Linked DNA regions of Lactuca sativa: region 1 is linked to region 2. The links are chromatin contacts, called in public Hi-C maps. All regions are on one chromosome and are shown on one strand. Each heading gives the region's core, a stretch centred on a gene start, on an enhancer-like site or on the middle of the called end of the contact. The rest is flanking DNA. Distances are from core to core; before and after follow the strand shown. Region 1 holds the start of LOC111905713. Region 2 holds the start of LOC111905716.

Region 1 (5,783 bases), core at 2,363-4,862, 270 kb before region 2:
ACACACTAAGCAACTACAATAATTGTGTCAATTCCATCTAACATACACGAAGTTCTCCAAGGCTATCAAGCATCATACATCAGACCATTCTATCATGCAACTCCTGAAGATCCATAACCTACTACTAGCATGATGTTATATCATAATCATCAACAACATGGGTAATTTGAGGTATACTTTCCTACTCCGGCTGATCGTACACATCTCATGTTTCCTTGGTTACTTTTAAAAATAATTTTGAAATCAATTTTGAAAACTTTTACAAATCCTTAGTTTGAGTCTGGATTCACATGAATGTTCATTCAATTCTCTCAAACCAGGGCTCTAATACCAACATGTAATGCCCCAAAATTCAACCAAAAATCTTCATTTAAAAATTAGGTGATTATTCAATTCACAAAACTAGCTAGATCTAACAAGTGAATCATCAAGGTTCCAGCTTTATACCTTCTAGAGTTGAGAGAAGCAATGTAGGTTATGGATCCACAAGCTCGAGCTTCAACAATCAACAAGATTGTACTTCTCTTTCTTCCAAAATGCACCCAAAACACATAAAAATCTTTTTTTAGGCTTTTCGACATTAAAGTAAGTTTGTCAAATATTACTGGTTTTATTTCTATGATGATTTTTTGTTCCTTAAAACGTAAAGTTTTTTTTTTACACTTGTTACATGTAATAGCAATTATAGATTTACAAGTTACCATGAAATCAAATTTACAGAAAAAAAACCGTTAAGTTTTCTTTTTCTCAAAATATTAATATATATGATAAACATTGTAAATATTTGTTATGAGGAGTATAAATACGTATTTTATGTTTTTTTTTCAAAATATTAATATATTTTTTAGAAGTATATATATATATATATATATATATATACACACACACACACATAACTATATTTACGTAACTAGAAGTGTATCAATCAAACGCGTGTTTTTTTAATATTAATATATTTTGTAGAAGTATATATGCATGTTTTTATGCATTATAAAGTTATCCTTATAAAAACGAAAAAAAAAATACATATTTATACTTCTATACTTCTAAAAATATAAATGATACATATGTATACTTCTATATAAGTATAGATATGTATTTATATTCATAAAAATGTAATTATACTTCTAAAAAACATAAAAATACATTTGAATGTTTCTAAAAAAGAATCTATACTTCTAAAAACATATAAGTATGCATTTATATTTCTAAAAACATAAAAATACATATTTATACTTCTAAGAAGCATAAATACGTGAAAATACATACTTAAACACACAAATACATAGTTTTATGTTTTTTAGAAGTATATATATATATATATATATATATATATATATATATATATATATATATATATACTTCTTTAGAAGTATAAATATGCATTTTTATGCTTTAAGAAGTATAAAAAATATACATATGTATTTTTAAGTTTTTAGAAGTATTAATATATAAATATGTATTTTTATTTCAAAATACATATTTATACTCCTAAAAAACATCTTTATATGATGTTCAGAGATAAAACGTGTAAGTCTAAAACTAATTAAGGACGGGCTGAGTGAAAAATACAAAACTTAGAGATAAAACATGCATATTAGAACATACCACAAGGATGATTCATGTAATTACTTTATATTAAATGACCATTATCATGTTTATATATTTTTATATGTATTTCATGTAATGTGTGTGTATTTGGGGGGGGGGGGGTGTTTGACATAGTTTAATTGTATTTTGGTTTAATCGAGTTTTAACATCATTAAACTAATCGTAAATGAACCAAGTAAGACTTAGTTGAATCGGTTTGTTGTTTAGTTTCGGTTTAATTAACTAGGCAAACCAAATAAATATTAATTTCCAATTTTTTTATTGGATAATGGGGATGTTTAATAAAATGCAGTGTGATCAACTTTAACACTTGTTTACTATTAAAAGCAAGAATTTGAACTTGTAAAAGAAACCAATACCTATTTTAACAACTTGCTGAATGTTAACATTAGAAAATTCGCAAAGTAAATTTCATATCTATATCTACATTAGAAAGCTTGCAAATCGCGCTATGATTCGACATTTGGGTTCCTCCACTGTTAAGTGGATATTGCATTACTTTGAGAGTGAATATGGAAGCCTGACTATCCTCGAGTTTCTTCTAGGGCCCATAATGGTGATTTCCGAAGTCTTATTATTCATGTCATGGGTTATGTGTGGTTTCATTTACTAAGATGTGAGTGATTGTTCTCTCATGAGAGTTGTCGACCACACTAATCAATAACACTCTAGCTTGGAAGGTTAAGACAACAAACACTCTCACCCAAGTGTCTAACTCTTAATCGCGATTCGCTAAAATACCAACCATTAACCGTAGACATCCATTAGCGACATGAGCCTCTACAACCACCATACGACCGTGCTCCATCTACCTCCTACAAGGAGCACACACATATTTGTCAGAAACACATCTTGTCATTGTTTTTTACACCACATATATTGTCATCTTATACCAACACTATCAATATCACCTTTATGGGAGAGTTAAGTAAAGTCATAACAACCACTGTACACTCTTGAGTTTATACCATCTAACTTGGGCATATGACCGTAATCGTGAGCCTATCATGGGTTGCCAGTTTATGACTCTCCTTAAATTTTTGTTGCGATCAAATATACATGAAAATTACAGGACAAAATACAAAAAAGCACAACTATTTATCTACCAGCATTCGTAAAAACCAATATATTTTATTTATATGCAGCAAAAACCCTTATATTTTCAATTACTTTTCAAATTTACCAAAATATCCATTTTTTAACAAGTTATCAGGTTGTTTTGTTTCAAATTTACCAAAATATTCATTTTTTAACAAGTTATCGGGTTGTTTTGTGACATGACATTTACCTTGTCCGTTTTTTAGATTGACATAGAAAAAAATAAACGATGTCACTTATTTTTGCTTAAGCAAATAGTCGTTGAGTAAATTATATATTTCTTATGTTTTACCTTAAACAATATGCAACTCCATTTATTTTTGTTATATGCTAACCTAAAAACGAAAAAGATAAATATCATGCCACAAAATAGTCACAAAACAATCGGTAATTTTTTAAAAAACATGGATATTTAGGTTAATGTGAAAGATAACTGAAATTGTAAGAGTTTTTCTAATATAAACAAAATATTAAAAAAAAAATTGATTGCTGATAGATAAACGGTTATAACTTACATTTTGACCTACGCTCATCAACCAAAAGATCCCTCTTTAGCAACTTGAAGCCTGATCATTCTAAACTCCTTCGCGCATTTCGTTACATCAGTAACCTTTGACAAATGCAAACTAAATTCCATAGTTATAAAATTTTAAATATAAGATTAACTAAATTATTGAAAATTAACCTAAAAAAACCAAATAAGATTGATTCGGGTTAACCGAATAATCTACACCAAATAATTAATAGTATATCATTCGGTTTATATTGGTTTTTAGGTTTCGGTTATATATAAGAGTTTTTAAGTTTTTTGTTTTTTTTGTAATAAACGATAGGAAATTGAGGGAATCAATCTTATTCTAGTGGATGATAAATTAAGCAAAAAACTTGGAGGAGGCAAAATCACGAGTAATTAAATCTTTCTTTCCCCCCTCTCTGTTTACTGTGCTGTTGCCTGTTGTGTGTGCTACTATTTAATTCTTACATAGATTCATCGGTATTTTTGAAGCTTTCTCTCTTCCCAACCATGGCTATCACCTGATTTATTAATAACCAAAGGGGAAAGAGCTCTTTGAACAGAACGCGAGAGTGAGAGAGAAAGAGATCAAGGGTGCCCTCAAGCATTCATGGTCTCAGTTTCACGAATCCATTACATGAAAAACAACTTCTCTTTTCTTGATCTCCAAAAATGGCAACTTTGCAAGAAACCCATCTCGATTTGGAGGCCGGTGGAGGCGGCGGAAACCATACCCATCGTCAATCAATCACCACCAGTGTCGGAGACCGTAGCTCACGGTCATCGGATGCTAGTGAAGAAAGTACTACAGTCACCACTGAGATTGTAGGTGTTGTGTCGTCATCATCTTCGGAGGAGGAGGAGAAAGGGAGGCAATCCTCTGTGTCAGATTTCTCGGTGGTGGATCTGGAAAACGGTGGTGGTGGTGGGGTCCATGGTGATGGGGGCAGTAAGGTACATTTGTCAAAAATTGAAAGGGATTGTAGAATTTGTCATTTGAGTCTTGATTTAACCAATCCAGAATCTGAAAATGGGATTCCCATTGAGTTAGGTTGTTCTTGTAAAGATGATTTAGCTGCTGCTCATAAACATTGCGCTGAAGCTTGGTTTAAGATCAAGGGCAACAAGTAAGTACTCACCAAACTCAGCTTCCAAGATTCCATTTATATAACTTTATACACATACCCATTTGGATCTTTCCATCTTTCATACTCAAAACCATGATAAATCCTCTCAAGATTTAATTTTTAGCGACTAAAATCAAGATTCATTTGCTTCTTTCTTGTATATATAATGTCAAGTGCTCAAGTTCCTTTTTGATTGATCTGGGTCTTTCTTCTGTATTAGAAATAACGTTGTCTATGTGTTTTTTACGCGTTTTTGTCATTCTAAGGTTCTTGATAGTTGGATTTGGTTGACCCTTGAACTACTCTGTTTCTCTTTTCAATTATTGAGGTAATTAAGAGAAGTCCAGATGCAATGTAATAAGAAGCAACAACTACAGATTTTGGTGAAAAAAAACGTTTAAATGGTGAAGAACGAGGAGTCAACACTTTAAAAATAGAATAATTCAGAAAATGAAGTGTAAAAAAAGCAGGTTATTATGAAATGAACCGAATCTAATAGCTAAAAAAGGAGTCGACACCCTGTGTTCCTGTGTGTGTTTTATGCATGAAAAAAACTTTGAATTGGTTTGTTCGGCTTTAATCGTGTTGGAATTTGCTTTCTTTCTTTTCTTTTTAGCTTTCTCTTTTGTTATCTGCAAGTGGGCTTTTGACTCAAATCAACATAATCGCTTTTAAAAGCGTAAAGACTCTTTCGTATTACACTTGCTCATATGATATGACATATGATTCTTGTATTTATCCTTAAAAATGGCATCTTTCCTAATGTTGGAATCCCGGTTTCATGGACAAAGTCACCTTCGACGATCTTTTCAGTAGTTGGTTCAATTTGTTTGGCAATTTTGGAAGTTTTCATCGCATCAGGTGCTATACAACACTTAATAATAACAATAATATCAATTACACTATTTCTTAGTTTCTTAATACGTAAGTGCTTCAAGCTTTGATGCTTTTAGGGGCGTTCTTTCCTTCTTATTCTTATTCCTTTTCTTGCTTTATGTTCTCGTCTTATTGAATGGAAGTAAATTAGCTCGAAGTGCATATCAAGTTAAATACAAGTAATTTGGTGGGATAAAAAATTGTAATTTTTGTCCCTTCTGACATCTGTCCCAAACACACTATAACCTGTTATGTTACGTCATGTCTTTTATGGTATGCTAACTTGATTTGGTACAATCTAAACCCTAGAACATGTGAGATTTGTGGATCAATTGCTCATAATGTTGCTGGTGCGAACGAGGCTGAATTAATGGAACAATGGAACGAAGCTAACGATGCCACGTCAGCAGCTACTGCGCCTGGTGGGACCACCGCCACCTCATCAGAGAGTCGAACCTTCTGGCAAGGCCATCGGTTCCTCAACTTCTTGCTTGCTTGTATGGTTTTCGCCTTTGTCATCTCGTGGCTATTTCATTTCAATGTCCCTTCATGATGTC
Region 2 (6,608 bases), core at 861-3,360:
AAATTACCACTCTAACAAAATACAAATGCAAGCAAACCGGATTTACAACCTAGACCATTTCCAAAAGGACAGCCCAATAGATTATCAATATCCTAACTACTGACTGTAATTGCTAAAATATGCACTACATGATCTAAGACCATCTACCACATACAAAATCACTTAAAAAAGTTTTTACAGATTTAATTTTATTTCCATTTCCTCCCTCAAGCATGATGTAATTTGGTGTACTTCATATAAGGATCATATATGCATAGAGTGGTACAGTCCACTGGTAAAAAAAGTATGCATTGGTATTTGATGTTGTTTACACACCTAAAATTACCAGATTACTTAGGGAAGCAGGAGAATGTGGAGCCAAAATTGTTACAGGGGTGGAAATGTTTATAGGGTAGGCTTAAGAACAATATGAAAGATTTACAGGGTTAAAATTTTTAAATTATATGATATTTCATACTTTTCCTTTTCCTTTTTTATTGTTAATTATACTTTGCAACTGCAACACCTAAGGAGTTACTTAGTGAGCTTATGGTAAAGTATTGATTGTTGTTGGCCATTCACTTTGGTATGTACCTCCTTTTATTACACATTAAGGGTAATGTTTGCACATTATCTATCTCAATATATACATATTTCAAAAATTTCTCGCTTGCAAACATATATCTTTTTCCTTTTTTTGTATTGTAACAGGTTCTTCCTATCATGATTGATGTTGGAACCAACAATGACAACCTTCTAGAAAATACCTTGTGTAACTTTTTTAATTCTCTTCTTGATTTTTTTCGAACCTTATTAAGTAAATTACATGTGATTCACATGTAAATCACAGATGAATCACATGTGATACACATGTAATTAACATATGAATTACATGCAAATCACATGTTATTCACATGTAAATCACATGTTATTCACTTATGAATTACATGTGATTCACATGTTATTCACATATAAATCATATGTTATTCACATGTAAATCACATGTTATTCACATATGAATCACGTGTAAATCATATATGAAGTAGATGTGATTCACATGTAAATCATATGTTATTCACATTTGAATCAGATGTAATTCATATATGAATTAGATGTGATTCACATGTAATTCTCATATGAATTACATGTGATTCAAATGTAAATCACATATGTATTTTTATGAGTGTTTTTGCATCAACCGTTTTTTTTTCTTGTAGATTTGAAAGAAATTGTGGTGAATATTGAAGAGATGAAAAATGGTAAATTGAAGAAAATATGGAAATATTGACATGAAGATATGAAAACGTTTTGAAATTTGTAACATTTTTTATTTTTTATATTTTATTTTGTATCGAATAAAATACTTGTACTATTATGTTTATAAATTAATTAATAAATATGAGATTTGTTGTGATTTACTTACGAATATTATAGTATAAGAAATTTACATATGTGCATTTTAAAAAATATGCAAATATGCACCTAAAAAATTACTTTAAAAAAATGCAGTTTTTTTGAAAAATTTGCAGCTTTTTTATTTAAAAATGCAGCTTTTTTTAAAAAATTGTAGGTTTTTGAAAAAATTATAGTTTTTTTAAAAAAATATTTTTTCAATTTTTTTTTTCAACAATTCATGTTTTCTATAAAAAAAAATCTGCATTTTCTAAAAAAAACGAAAAATACTATTTTATAAAAAATATGAAAATTTGATTTATGATGTAAATTTTTAGACATTTATATTAATATGTTAAATAACACAAAAAATTAAACATTAATTGAGATTGGTAAGATCACAGTTATGTCCTTAATGAATTAATTTTGATCAAACGCTCCACTTTTAGTTCTCGGATTCTCGGAAAACTATGAGTTCTCAACCGATCTCAATCATATATATATATATATATATATATATATATATATATATATATAAAAGAAGAATGTTTGTATCATTGTCAATTCTAATCTAGATTAACCGGGTCAGATGCATTATCAACAGGATTTGGGTTTAAAATTTAAATCTAATAAAGGATCTTAATTTTTATAATTAAAGAATCTGGATGTAAATTTAATCCACTTATTTGTGAAAGATAAAGATTATAAAACAAAGAAAAAGGAAAGACTTTGGTGAAGGGGAGAAACAGAAAAAGAAAAAGAGTGAGCGTGCGGACACGACATTAGTGATTAGACAAAAAGGTTGCACGTTAGAACGACGGCCGATGGTCGGCTGGTCATTCTCCACTCTTTATTTATCCCTTCGAACCCAAGACACTCCCCCTTTACTAGTTCCCACTTCAATTCTCTCTCTCTCTCTCTCTCTCTCTCTCTCTCTCTCTCTCAACCTGATGATGAGGACCTTGTGCCCAAACGTAGACAACGAAGATGCTCTTGAAACAGTGCTCGAAGTTCCGATACCGGAGGAAACCTTCGATGATAGCAAGATCAACCACAACACCAACTCTTGGAAAACCTTGAAATCGTGGATGAAACCTCATTCCACCGATCAAAGACGCCAATTTTCTGACTACGGTGGTCGGAACGCTGAAATTCAGCTCTTGCTCGGAGTCGTCGGAGCTCCCCTCGTCCCTCTTCCCATCTCTTCTGGCCACCCCAACATTATCAATCCAGATAACCCCATCGTAAGTCCAATTCCAAGATTTCTTGAATTGAATGAATATGTAATTTAGTTTTCTCTTTGTTGATTGGTGCTAATGAAGTATTGAATCTGACTTATGTAGGAGGCTTCAATGGCTAAATACATCGTGCAACAATATGTAGCTGCGGCGGGAGGAGAAAGGGCGTTGAATTTAGTTCAAAACATGTACGCCGTAGGGACGGTGAAGATGGTGGCGTCAGAGTGCATCGCCGAAGACGGAGTAACTATGAACTGCGGTGGTGGTAAGGCGATGAAGGCCAAAAACATTAAAAACGGCGGCGGTGAGATGGGTGGGTTTGTGTTATGGCAAAAAAGACCGGACCTTTGGTCTCTAGAACTGGTTCTTTCCGGCTACAAAATCAGCGCCGGCAGCGACGGGAAGGTGGCGTGGCGACAGACACCGTGGCACCATTCTCATGCATCTAGAGGCCCCCCCAGACCTCTTCGTCGTTCCTTACAGGTAAAATTCAATTTTGAAACTTGGTCTTTAATTTAACTTTGACTTTTAGGAAAAGAAAATTACCAAAGTCTTTGCCACCCAAATTGATCACTCTAATTTCTCCAAAACTGGGTCCCATTTCAATCAGCCAACCATGATCGTTAGTAGTGGAGCACGTCTTTCACACGTCTTAGCTGCTAATTGTTCCAATCTCATGTCTAATTAAAGTCAACTCTTGATTTTTACAGGGTCTTGACCCAAAGTCAACCGCAAATTTGTTCAACAATTCGATTTGCATAGGGGAGAAGACAATCAATGGGGAAGATTGCTTTGTGTTAAAGCTGGAAGCCGAGCTTTCGACTCTAAAAATACGAAGCAGTACAAACGTAGAGATCATGAAGCACACAATTTGGGGGTATTTTAGTCAAAAAACAGGTCTTTTATACCAACTTAAAGATTCACATCTCATAAGAATAAACACACCTGGAAGTGATAGTGTGTTTTGGGAGACAACCATGGAGTCACTAATCCAAGACTACCGGACCATCGATGGAGTCAACATAGCTCACGGTGGTCAAACCACGGTTTCATTGTTTAGATTTGGTGAGGACTCTGAAAGCCATTCACAGACAAAAATGGAGGAGATTTGGACGATTGAGGAGGTGGATTTCAACATAAAGGGTCTTTCAAATGACTGTTTCTTGCCACCAAGTGACTTGAAGAAGGAGGATGATAAGCAAATTGTTCATGATGCCACGAGTGGTGACAAATTTATTGGAAGCACCAAGTTTGCCTCCAGGAGCCGAGGAAATTCGTCTAGGTTTGGTGTTCATAAGATTGTGGCGATTGATTCCGATGGTTTTGGGGACTTGTGACATTGTTGTTGTTTGATTATATCATGTTTTGTACATATTTTATTGTACAAGTTGTATAATATTTATAGATAGTGAATCGTTTGAGCTTGTGCTCTTAGACGATCTTATATAGGATGTTAGTCGGATTCTTTACTAAAAGTTTATTTACCTAAATGATATGTTTATTTTTGTTGTGCCATAATAGATAAAGTAGATTGATCGTAATGATTTTAGAAAATCTCTTCTACATAAATAAACATACAAAATAAATGGGTTCCTCACTTCCTTTTATGGCTCCTCGATATTGTGATGACGGCGTGATGACGGCTCGCCGTTTAGAGATGATGATAATAACAGTCATTTTTAGGGCTGCTTTGCAAACCTTTTTGGGAATATGACTTATGAAGGTAATTAACTTTTCAGTATGTTAATATCTGGGTAATTATTTTTTTTTTACATATCTAGGTAACAAACTTTTTGAAAATGTTTACATATGACCATTATGACCTGCTATAGCAGATTAAATCCTAGATGTGAACGCTTTCAACAAGTTTGTTACCTAGATGTGTACAAAAAAAATAGTTATCCAAATATAAACAAAACGAAAATTAAAAATTAAATTACATGAATGGTCTCTGTGGTTTGGGGGAATTTGTGGTTTTGGTCGCTAACTTATTTTTTTTAACTTAAATGGTCCGTACTGTTTTTTTATTGCGCGTTTGGTCCTCGTCTTACCTAAAAATACTATTGTGCCCTTATTAATTTATTTTTTTAATTAATTTTCTTATCTATGTATTTATTTTTTTACATATTTAAAAAAAATTAATAGACCACACATATTTGTATCTCTTCGGATTATCCCTACTGTTTATTTTTAATTAATTTATTTTTTTTAACTCGGATGAACCCTACTGTTTATTTTTGTTACGTGTTTGGTCTCTGTCTTATCTAAAAATACTATTTTCTCTTATTAATTTTTTTAATTAATTTTCTTATTTATGTATTTATTTTTTATAAAAAAATTAATATACCCCACATATATGTATCTCATCACCGTAAACCTGAAACCACATTTGAGAAATTTAATTTGAGTCTTACCATTCACCATCTCATCTCTGATCCTCCTCATCTTCTATTTCTTTTCCATCTTTAGTAACATCGACGTGTTCACCGTCCTTTTTTTTGATATTTCAACTCTGACGAACCAACACCATAATCTACTGTCTCTTCATCTTTAGTGGATTGTGGTGTTGATTCGACGGAGTTGTAGGACCGAAAAAAGAAGTGATGATGAAAACATCGATATCACTAAAAATGAAAAATAAATAGAAGTTGAGAAGGATGAAAGATGGGATGGTGAGGAGATACAGATATTTGGGGTCTACTAATTTTTCTTAAACATATAAAGCATAAGTACATAAACAAGAAATTTAATTAAAAAAATTAATAAGGGCACGATAGTCTTTTTAAGTAAGATAGAGACCAAGTTCGTAACAAAATTAAATAGTAGAGTCCATTCGAGTTAAAAAATTAAATTAATTAAAAAATAAATAGTATGGATCATCCGAGGAGATACAAATATGTGTGGTCTATTAATTTTTTTAAATACGTAAAAAATAAATACATAGATAAGAAAATTAATTAAAAAAATAAATTAATAAGGGCACAATAGTATTTTTAGGTAAGACGGGGACCAAACGCGCAATAAAAAAACAGTACAGACCATTTAAGTTAAAAAAAAAATAAGTTAGCGACCAAAACCACAAATTCCCTCAAACCACAGGGACCATTCATGTAATTTAATTTTTACTTTTCGTTTTGTTCATATTTGGGTAACTATTTTTTTTTGTACACATCTAGGATTTAACCTGCTATAGCAGGTCATAATGGTCATATGTGAACACTCCAAAAAGTTTGCTACATACATATGTACAAAAAAAAGATAGTTACCCAGATGTGAACATACCGAAAAGTTAATTACCTTGATAAGTCATATTCCCAACCTTTTTATTGAGAGTAAATTTCACTAGACCATTTTATTGAAAGGAATTTGTACCTTTGGTCATAACTTTTTTTTTTTTTTTAATTCAGAAGATTTCTAATATTTGTTTTTGTTGCGTGTTTAGTCACTGTCTTATTTAAAAAGACTATTTTGTCCTTAATTTTTTAATTTATTTAAATAAACACACCTCCAACTTCACTTCCACCTTACCTTATCTATCTCATCTTATTTAAATAAATTAAAAAATCAAGGGCAAAATAGTCTTTTAGGTAAAACAGAGACCAAACGCGCAACAAAATCAAACTGTATGGATCTTTCAAGTTACAAAAATAACTTAGGGACCAAACGTACAAATTACCCCAAACTATAAAGAACATTGTTGTGATTTACTCTTTTATTGACCATCTTTGATTGACACCCTCAATGTTTTAACTTTAGACATTTCTTATGGGGTGCCCAAAATTTATCCGGTAATCTGTGAAGGTGATGGTTATAGATATATCCCAAGGTTGTTAAGATCGAGATCTTATACATGATCATTTTCTGCTTTGCAAGATCATGACCGTAAGATCGAATCGGATCGTAATATCCTACCATAAGCATTTTTAAACATAAAAAGTATATATTCATCCATCAAATAACCATCCAGTTAACAATAAATACTTTAGAACATAAAAAATA

Evidence for each region. A called contact is a pair of places that touch in the nucleus more often than the background predicts.
Region 1: a Hi-C map of leaf shows a contact between it and region 2, with 6 times the contacts expected there. The contact joins the promoter of LOC111905713 here to the promoter of LOC111905716 in region 2. A contact is called at or near these places in 2 of 4 Hi-C or Micro-C datasets (bud and leaf).

What each region holds. Positions count from the first base shown.
Region 1 is chr2:216,739,863-216,745,645 of Lsat_Salinas_v11, reverse strand. It overlaps LOC111905713, which reads left to right and starts at 3,612. Exons shown (of 4, transcript XR_006188564.2): 1 at 3,612-4,350; 2 at 5,536-5,783.
Region 2 is chr2:216,464,183-216,470,790 of Lsat_Salinas_v11, reverse strand. It overlaps LOC111905716, which reads left to right and starts at 2,110. Exons shown (of 3, transcript XM_023901438.3): 1 at 2,110-2,615; 2 at 2,715-3,092; 3 at 3,320-4,127. The coding sequence starts at 2,196. The coding sequence ends at 3,946.